2 separate regions of the Mus musculus genome follow, and region 2 is linked to region 1. Evidence: chromatin contacts called from public targeted proximity ligation data. All regions are on one chromosome and are shown on one strand. The core of a region is the stretch at or near the end of the contact, and the rest is flanking DNA. Distances in the headings are between cores, read along the strand shown. Region 1 holds the start of Pcgf5 (polycomb group ring finger 5). Region 2 holds the start of Cpeb3 (cytoplasmic polyadenylation element binding protein 3).

Evidence for each region.
Region 2: a targeted proximity ligation map of astrocytes shows a contact between it and region 1, with 2.2 times the contacts expected there.

What each region holds. Positions count from the first base shown.
Region 1 is chr19:36,406,895-36,411,326 of GRCm38.p6, forward strand. Pcgf5 (polycomb group ring finger 5) reads left to right here and starts at 2,854. Exons shown (of 10, transcript NM_001368691.1): 1 at 2,854-3,015.
Region 2 is chr19:37,204,366-37,209,120 of GRCm38.p6, forward strand. It overlaps Cpeb3 (cytoplasmic polyadenylation element binding protein 3), which reads right to left and starts at 3,106. Exons shown (of 11, transcript NM_001290827.1): 1 at 2,930-3,106. It overlaps Marchf5 (membrane associated ring-CH-type finger 5), which reads left to right and starts at 3,180. Exons shown (of 6, transcript NM_027314.3): 1 at 3,180-3,539. The coding sequence starts at 3,505.

The DNA.
Region 1 (4,432 bases), core at 1,604-4,103:
TGTCTTCAGACACTCGAGAAGAGAGCATCAGATTTCGTTATGGATGGTTGTGAGCCACCGTGTGGTTGCTGGGATTTGAACTCAGGACCTTTGGAAGAGTAGTCAGTGCTCTTAACCACTGAGCCAGCTCATCAGCTTCTTTGTTGTTATTTTTAATCAGACTAATGTTTATATTTTAAATTACTTTTCCGTGGGTCTTATTGTTTTATTTTCTCGAAGCACTGGGAATTTATAGCTTTGTATCTGCAGGGCAAGCAAATCACTTGCTTTTTTTTTTTTTTAAATAACTTTTTTGGGGTAAGAGACTCAGATGGTTTCTAAAGAAGAGAGAGAAGAAATCGCAAACTGGTGAATAAGAATTGTCCCATTTGAGCCAGATATTTGAATGCTTACTTATCAAGTTCATCAGGGGTGGGCTTTCAGGTTTCAAAAGTACATGCCGAGCCCACTCTCTCTCTTGGCCTAACTGGGATCAGGAATTAGCTCTTAGCTACTTCTCCAGCCTGCTACTTCACACCTGCCTGCCACCATGTCCTCTCCTGGGATGGAAATGAGCTAGTCCCTGGGGCTGTCAGCAAGCCCCCAGTTAAGTGCTTTTTCTTCCAGAAGAGTTACCGTGGTCTCTGGTCTCAGTTTCTCTTCACAGCAAAGAATGGATGACTAAGACACTGTTTGGCTTCAAATGTAAGTAGGGACTCAAAACACTGGTGTCCCCACAAAGGATGGGACCCAATGGCATCTCTCAGTCTTACTCCAGCATCTCCATTTCCACGGCCACCGCAGGGGACTGCGTAGGGCTTTGGCATCAGCACTCCCTCTCTCCCTCCTTTGCTGGGGTATGTCCTCCCGGAGTCCGAGTCCAAGATCATTTCTGAAAATACTGGGCAGCTCACTTACCGATCACCAACTGCATTCCTCTCGGAGTTCTCAATGTTTGTACTCCTGGAAAAGACATTTAAAACACTTGCAGACACAAACTAGAACAATATTAGGCCATTGTGTGTGTGCTACAGTGTATATAACAGGATCTTCCATTTCACATTTTAATAGAACTTAGTGTGCAATCCATTGCCTATTTTATTTTATTCTGGTTTTTCGAGACAGGGTTTCTCTCTGTGTAGCCCCAGCTGTCCTGAAACTCACTCTGTAGACCAGGCTGGCCTCGAACTCAGAAATCCGCCTGCCTCTGCTTCCCAAGTGCTGGGATTAAAGGTGTGAGCCACCACTGCCTGGCCCCATTGCCTATTTTAAATATACTAGAAATAGGTTGGCTTTTCTCATTTGGATACATTCAGTATGAAAGACATGAAGCCTACAGTCACTTGACTTGTTTTCTTTTGCTTACTGTAATTACTGTGTCTTGCAGAAGTCATCCCAACCTTGAGTCGGAGTTTCAAAAAGGGGTCCTTAAGAGGATTATAATCACTTAAAGCTCTGTATTCTTCCTGCAGCGATATTCAAATGAATTTGTTTTACCTGCATCTAATTTACCTGTTTAGTTATAAAAATGGCTAGTTTTAAAGGCATCCTGTTCTGCCCCGTGCATTTTAAATTTGAGGTATATCTCTGGACACCTGTGCACGCCTGGATTGTTGTTTTGTTCTTGAAGTCACCTCCGCAATCTGTCACTAGCCAGAGGTTCTGCCTGTCTGGAGGAGATAAAGCGAATGCTCTGCATTCTCTCCGAATTCTTCAGCCACCTTTGCTCTGGCTCGTACAAAAGAGATGCTGGAACTGCAGCCCTGATTCTCTTTCTGGTGTGCAAGATTGAAGGTTACTTTGCAGCTTGCGCTTTGGAGAATTCTCCTTTGATATTTGGTTAGTAAGTGATGGCTACCTTGCTTTGCCTAGGATCCTAGGGATCCTAGATTATAGTCTTCTAAGAAGTGAAGTACTGGGTCTAAGTTATGCTCAGTAGGAATTTATGAGTTTGGGGAAAGCAGTAGGAGAGGAGTATAGGTCACCTTTCAAGGAATCCTCCTTTTCTGTTAATGAATGGTGTCTCCGAAGTCTCAAAGTCCACTAGAAAGAGCACTGGGGTTTTTGTTTGTTTTGAACCTTGCAAACAGCAATAAATTTTTACCACTTTACCTGTATTTGTCAGTGATTCTGATTGCTAGACCTATCATACTGCTACAAGTTCAATGGTGATTTCTAAATAAGGTTCATTGCAAGCCAGTGTCTTCATGTCCAGTACGGCCTCGTGGGTCCAGTGTGGAGAACAATGCCTCCTATGAAACTGTTCTTCGATGTCTTAAGTTATATTTATTTATATGAATGTTTGTGAGTTTGTCCTCTGACCTATAGAGGTCAGAGAACAGCTTGCAGGGGTCGTTCTGTCCATTCTCTCCTTCCGTTGAATGCTGAGGACTGAGCAAGTCTCCTCAGGCATGGCTTCAAGTGCCTTTACCGGCTGAGCCATCTCACCGCCCCAAGGAGAAAATTCAGTGAGGTGACTCAGTGCTCAACGCTGACCATTGCTTTTGAACCGGCCAGGCAAAGCGTACTGGTCATTGTTAAGACTGAAAACAACCCTGAGAGGGATGGCGAGGATAAGAACGGAGATAAAATTCGGCCACAGCTACGTGTCACACAGGAGCAACAAGGGTGGGGGGCAGGGCACTCAGGGTGTCCCAGGCGCCTAGGAGGAGCACGAGCCGGCGGGCGTGGGCTGGGGGCGTGGCCGGCGGGAAGGGGCGTGGCCCACGAGGAAAGGGCGTGGGGACGGGGCGTGGTCGGCGAGAGAGGCGTGGCCTGCGGGCAGGCGGGCGGCTCTGGCGGTTGGAGGTGGGTGGAGCTGCCCTTGGAGGCGGCACCGGCCTGGCCCCGAGGCCCGCCGCGCCCTATCGCGCCAGAGCCGAGTGGCCCCGCGGAGCCCGCGCGCTCCCGCCTGCTGGGGGAGGGCGGACAGGGCGCGGGGGACCAGACAGGCCGCGGCGGGCGCTGTTTCTCTTTCGCTTTCCCGGGCTCGGAGGCGGGCGCGCCGGCGGGCTGAAGAGCGGCGGCGGCCGCTGGGTAGGTACCGCGCGGGGGCGGCCCGGCCGCGCGCCAAGTTTGCGCCGGCGGCCGCGGCGCCCCAGACACCTGCCGCGCCGGGCGCTGGAGCCGGAGCCGCTCGGGGGCGGGGCGGGCGCGCGGGGTTTCGGGGCAGCGCTCGGGGGCGGCGCGGCCGGCCCGCGGAGACTCGTCCTGTCCCGTGGTCCCCGCGCGAGTAGCCCCGGCTCCTGAGCCGAGCACCTGCCCGGCGGTGAAGGGCTCGAACCTCCGGGACCCGCGCCGGCTGACGCGGAAAAGTTGCCGCCGGCCGGCCGCGCGACACCGCAAGCGCTCGCTTCCTTTCCGTGTCGGGGTGACAGGGCTCTGGGCTTGGGATTGGGACTGCGTTTCCCACCGGTTTGCCTCGAGCGAGCGCTCACGTAAGTCCTGGGAGCAAGGGAAAGTCGAGAGAGGAGCGGGGACCCAGGCGAGGATATTAATGCTTTGCTGAAGGTCACGAAGGCCAGAACCCCGACATTGCAATTAATTAAATTACACTTTCTGTCATATCCTTGACACTATTTTCCCAAGGAGTAGACGCTCCGAGCTTATACCCTGAACGTTCACAGTGAGGGTGTGCTGCTGGAATGATGCCTTCTAGACTTTTCCAGTTATTTTATACTCGCCTATGTGTTAACAGCCAAGGTAGTGGAAAAGTTTCTGCCTAATGAGTGAGATTCGTGTAGGATGAACCTACTGAAATCAGCATCTTCATTGTTTTCTAAGGTCATCTTTCTTGTAGGGAATTTGCAAAACTTTTTAAATAACCTAACAAGCTAGTGATTAGTAAAATTCTAAGAAGAATTAATGACATTTCTTCAGTTTTCACTGTTCACTATTTCATTTAATCATCGCCTTTCTAGGTCGCTGGAGCTCTTATTTTTATCTTACAAATAAAGCAATGAAATAAATAGCTACTTGAGACTAACTGTGGCTGGTATCTGTTAGAACTTTCTCACTAATAGAGGAAAAAAAGAATGAATTTTGGTAGAGTGCTTGCCTAACATGCACTGTGCCTGAGTTTGATCCCTGTCACAGTGCAAACTGGGAGTGGTGGGTCACACCTGTATTACCGGCATGCTAAAGGAGGAGGAGGCAGGAGGATCAGAAATTGAAGGTCATCCCCTCTAAACCAGGAGTTGTATGCCAACCTGGGCTATAAGAAACCCAGCCCAGAAAAATAAGAATGAATGAATGAATGAATGTTAAATCAGTGAAAAAAAGTAACTGGGGAGAAGTAAGCATTAGCAAATAGGGATTACAGTGAGGATAGTGTCAGAGAGGGACACAGGGACAAGGATGGTGCAGTGATGAAGAGGAAAGGCATGTTGGACAGAAGATAGGAGCCTGCAGAGTTTATATGGTGGGAAGAGTGGTCCTGTCAGTGTACCTGAAG
Region 2 (4,755 bases), core at 1,856-4,355, 800 kb after region 1:
TAAGAGAGCTAACTATTATCTTGATGACCCAGGCTCAATTCCCATTACCCATGTGATGACTTGCAACTATCTGTGACCACAGTCTCAAGAGATTTAATGCCCCTTTCTGGACTCTGTAGACACTGCATGCTTGTAATACAAAAACATACATGCAAGCAAAACATTCATACACATAAGAATAAATCTATTTTCTTAATTAAAAAAAAAAAAAAAGAAGAAGAAAACCAACAAGAGAAGAGCTGGTCATAGTAGCTGGTGACCTGTAATCCTATCACTTGGCAGATGCAGGAAAATCATGATCTAGATCACACTTTACTTACGTTCCAGGCCGACTGTGCTATGTAAGATCCTCAGGCAAACATACAAAACAACAACAACATCATTTTTTTTTTAAATCTAAGAAGAAATGGGAATTCCCCTTAATATAAACTCCAAAGCTAAATGGACATTGTGTCAGCATATATCCCACATGGTTAACTGCTTAAAAGAGATACGCACACTAGAAGCAGGCTTACATAGCACACGAAGCAAAAAAAAAAAAAGTTAAATATTACACACTCTGCTTAATCTACTCATTTTCCTTCCAAAGGTTGGCAGCCTATTTCTCTTTTCATGAGAAGGAATATTAATTATAGTATCCTAAAATATTTCATGAAACCATGCTTCTAGAGGCTTGTCTTAGTCAGGGTTTCTATTCCTGCACAAACATCATGACCAAGAAGCAAGTTGGGGAGGAAAGGGTTTATTTGGCTTACACTTCCATACTGCTGTTCATCACCAAAGGAAGTCAGGACTGGAACTCAAGCAGGTTAGAAAGAAAGAGCTGATGCAGAGGCCATGGAGGGATATTTTTTACTGGCTTGCTCAGCCTGCTCTCTTATAGAACCAAGACTACCAGCACAGAGATGGTCCTACCCACAAGGGGCCTTTCCCCTTTAATCACTAATTGAGAAAATGCCTGACAGTTATATCTCATGGAGGCATTTCCTCAACTGAAGCTCCTTTGTCTGTGATAACTCCAGCTGTGTCAAATTGACACAAAACTAGCCAGTACAAGGCTCTAGATACAAAGTACTTGTAACCTAAGCATAAAGACCCAAATTCCAGCCCCTAGTACTCACACAAAGGCCAGGTGTACCTGTGGCATCTACAATCCTAGCCCCAGGGAGGACAAGGGTAGGCAGATCTCTGGCCAGCTGGTTTAGGTAACCAACAAGCTCTGGGTTCTTTGAGAAACCCAGTCTGGAGAACAATAAATGAATCTACCCAAAGCTGACCTTAGACTTCTGCCCACATACGTGTACCCCCACAAAAAATAATAAAAGTAGCCTTGTTTGTTGGTACAAGCCTTTAAGCACAGGAGACAGAGGGAGGCAAAGTTCTGAGTTCAAGCTCAGCCTAGTGTACCTAGTGAATTCCAGGGCTGCACGGTGAGAACGTGTCTCAAAATAAATAAACAAACATAAAAATGCATATTTCAGAAATTGGAGGTCGAATAAATTTATGTATTTTATTTATATATCCTGACCATGGACGCACTAGTACAAAAATAGATTTACACAGGTAAGAGCTGATTGTAAAAAAAAAAAAAAAAAAAAAAAAAAAAACAAACTACCTTAAGCAATAATTTTGAAAGCCTTTCGGTTCTGGGTGTGGTGGGCCATGCCTATATAATTCCAGATATGGGGAGCTCTAGATAGGAGGATCTCCAAGTCCAGTCATCCCTGTGTTGCAGATACATAGTCCTTGCCAAGGAAAAACTCAAACAAACAAAAGTAGCTTTGATGGTTACTGTTGTGGGATAGGGTCTCTCTCTGTAACCCGAACTGATTTTGAATTTGTGAAGACCCTCCCAGATCTGCTGGCCATGCCTATGCAGCTTTTTGTTTGTCCTTTTGAGACAGAGTCAAACTAATTAGAGTTAGAGGTTGACCTTGAACTCCTAATCCTTCTGCCTCCTCCTCTCCTGTGCTGGGGTTACGGGATTGGACGCCTACCATATCCTTGATTAATTGATTGATTGATTATTTATTTATTTATTTATTTAGCCTAGGCTACTCTGGAATTCATTATACAGACCAGGTAATCCTTCTGTCTCAGTCTTCCAAGTCTGGAATTATAGGCCTGAGAAACCACTCCAGGCTCAAATTTAAAGAAACATTTTCATTTAAAGAAATAGCAAACGTTTTGTAGAAGTTTAAAAAAAAAAAACAAAAAACCAAAAAACCGTAGGCACAACCAACGGAAAACTAGCAAAACATCCCACCAATCACAGCGCTAAACAATGCCACAGGTCGTCCAAATTACGCATCGGTTTAAGTCAACAACAGCTCGTTTCCCCCCTCCAAAGCTATCCCTTCCGGCGTCAGAGAAGACAGAGGCGTGATTTGTCACTTCTTCCCTTTTTGATCCCTCGGCCGGGATCCACCTGCTTAGAAGTGTCAAGGAGCCTTAGGAATGGTTAACGGTGACCAGCTGCGGAAAGAAACAAACACTCCTGACAACCCACAGCTGAGCAAGCAAGGGCTGTTTATTCAGCAGCGTGTCCCCTTTGGAGGCTGCCCGCAAGCCCTCGAAGGCTGGGCGACAGCACCAGAACCGAGAAGGTTCCTGGACAGGCAAAGTGGTTGCTCGCGTCCCACCCCCCATGCTCTCCTATGTCCCCAACACACACACAGAGGCGCCGGTGCGAACAGTCGGGTTACCCACACGCCCCTCCAGAGCAGCCCCGCACTAAGCCACTTGTCCCTCCCCGAAGATGGGCTCTGACGCGGCCGAGGCTGACCCGAGCGCCCGGCCTCGCGCCGCCGCGGCCCGGCGTACTTGACCCGGCCCAGAAACTGGCCCTCCACGCCGCCACCCCTCACCTGGCTCTGTCCCACCTGAGCGCGAGAGCTGAGGGGACAAGACGCGGAGAAGGGGCGCTGACCTTGTTGCTACTGACAGCGGAGCGCCACATGCTGCCGCTTCCCGGACAGCGGCCCGAAGGACATTTTTTTTTCCCCCTGGAGGAAGGAAACGGGAGGGCGCCGGCCCGGCGGCGGCGGGCACGGCGGCGGGGGTCCCGGCGGGCTGTGCAGCCTCTAGCGGGGACGGTCCGAGGACTACATCTCCCAGGCTGCTCCGAGCCGCCCCTGCGTCGTGACCCCGGCGCGCACGGAGGCGGCGACTCTTACCTCACAGAGGTAGCTCCTCCGCCGGCAGCAGCTCGGCGCCCCGGCGGTCCATGGACCGGAACCCTGGGCGGACCGGCAGGAACCCGGGCCGCGACCGCCGCCTCCCGGCCCCAGGCTCCTCCTCCTCACTCCCCGCCGCCCTCTGCGGTCGCCCGCCGGCCGCGCAGCGCCACCGCGGGCCTCTGGGAGCCACGCCGGGAGGCTGTGTGGCGGGTCCGCGGCCGCCGCGGGACTGAGGCCTACTCCGCCGCCTCTCAGTGCTATTGTCCCGGGGCCTGGCCCTGAGCGGGGCTGCGGGCGAGGGCCGAGCTCGCCGGCTCCGCGGAAGATGCCGGACCAAGCCCTTCAACAGATGCTGGACAGGTAGGAGCAACGTGGGGCCGGGAACTGCCGGCCTTCGTCCTGGGCCTGCCCATGCTGGCCTCGAGGCCCCGAGAGCGGGGATCCTGGCGTCCGCCGAGAGTTCCACGGCCCGGAGGCCGGGAAAAGGGCTCTGAGTTTGGAGGTGGCACTGGGGAGAAGAGCGGGCGAGAGGTCAGGGTCGTAGACTTTGAAACTTAGTTAAAGGAGGGAGGTCTACTTTGGCCGCCAGCCTGTTTGGGTTTTTTTTTTTTGGTTGTTGTTTTGTTTTGTTTTTTGAGGTGAAGAGGCGCTATTGTTAACCCATAGTATTAGTTTCTATTTCTCCCCCTCCTCCCCGGACAATGTAGTAAAGGGGTTGACAGCGACGCCACTGGGAAGTACCCGATTGTCATTCTGGAGACTGGTCCCTTGCACTTTCACAATGCAAGGATAGGCATTCCTTCTTTTAAAGCCTGGGTTTCGTTTCTCTTTCCAACTCCCCCACCACCCTCCCCCAATCCCATCCCTACCCCCAAACCGTAAGGTCAGAATATCCACAAGGGAGCCTTAACGGTCGGTCACACTAGAGTAGAGGTTATGGAAAACAGCCACAAGCATGCAACATTGAACACGTAGCACACTTGACGATCGCTAAGTTCCCAGACACGTTTGGGCTTGTACTGGGACCAGTTGCCCATTCCTGGGGTCTCCAGCCACTAAAACTCTTTGAGAAAGTCTACAGCACTGCCCTCTGCCGTTTAAATTCCAGCCAGTGAGTTTTTGGAAACTAAATTAAATCCACCTTTTCACCAAGGCAGCTGCTTGCTGTTCTGACCAATTGGTCGATCTAATTCATAATGTTTGAGGTTGCTTGCAACTCTAAATAGACTAACTGGCCACCCACTTCAGCAGGTGATGCTCTCAATGCACTTAAGATTCAGCTTTGAAACTTATTAAATGAAGGCCCTCTCTTGATTGAGGTTATAGCCATTAACTACTGGGGCTGGGAGGTGGGCATCAAAGATCCATCAGGGAAGGCAAGAAGTTACACCCTCATATTTTATGACAGGATTTAGCCTAAATCTCTGGTACTTAGCAGCTATTCTGCTACAACTAATGAACTTGTCCGTTTCTCCAGTTGTCTAGAAGTCTGGTCACTTCTCAAGTTTTCCTTTCATTATAATTTATCATACTTGACTAGATGTGTCATACTAAGTATGCCCAGAGAGATTACTGC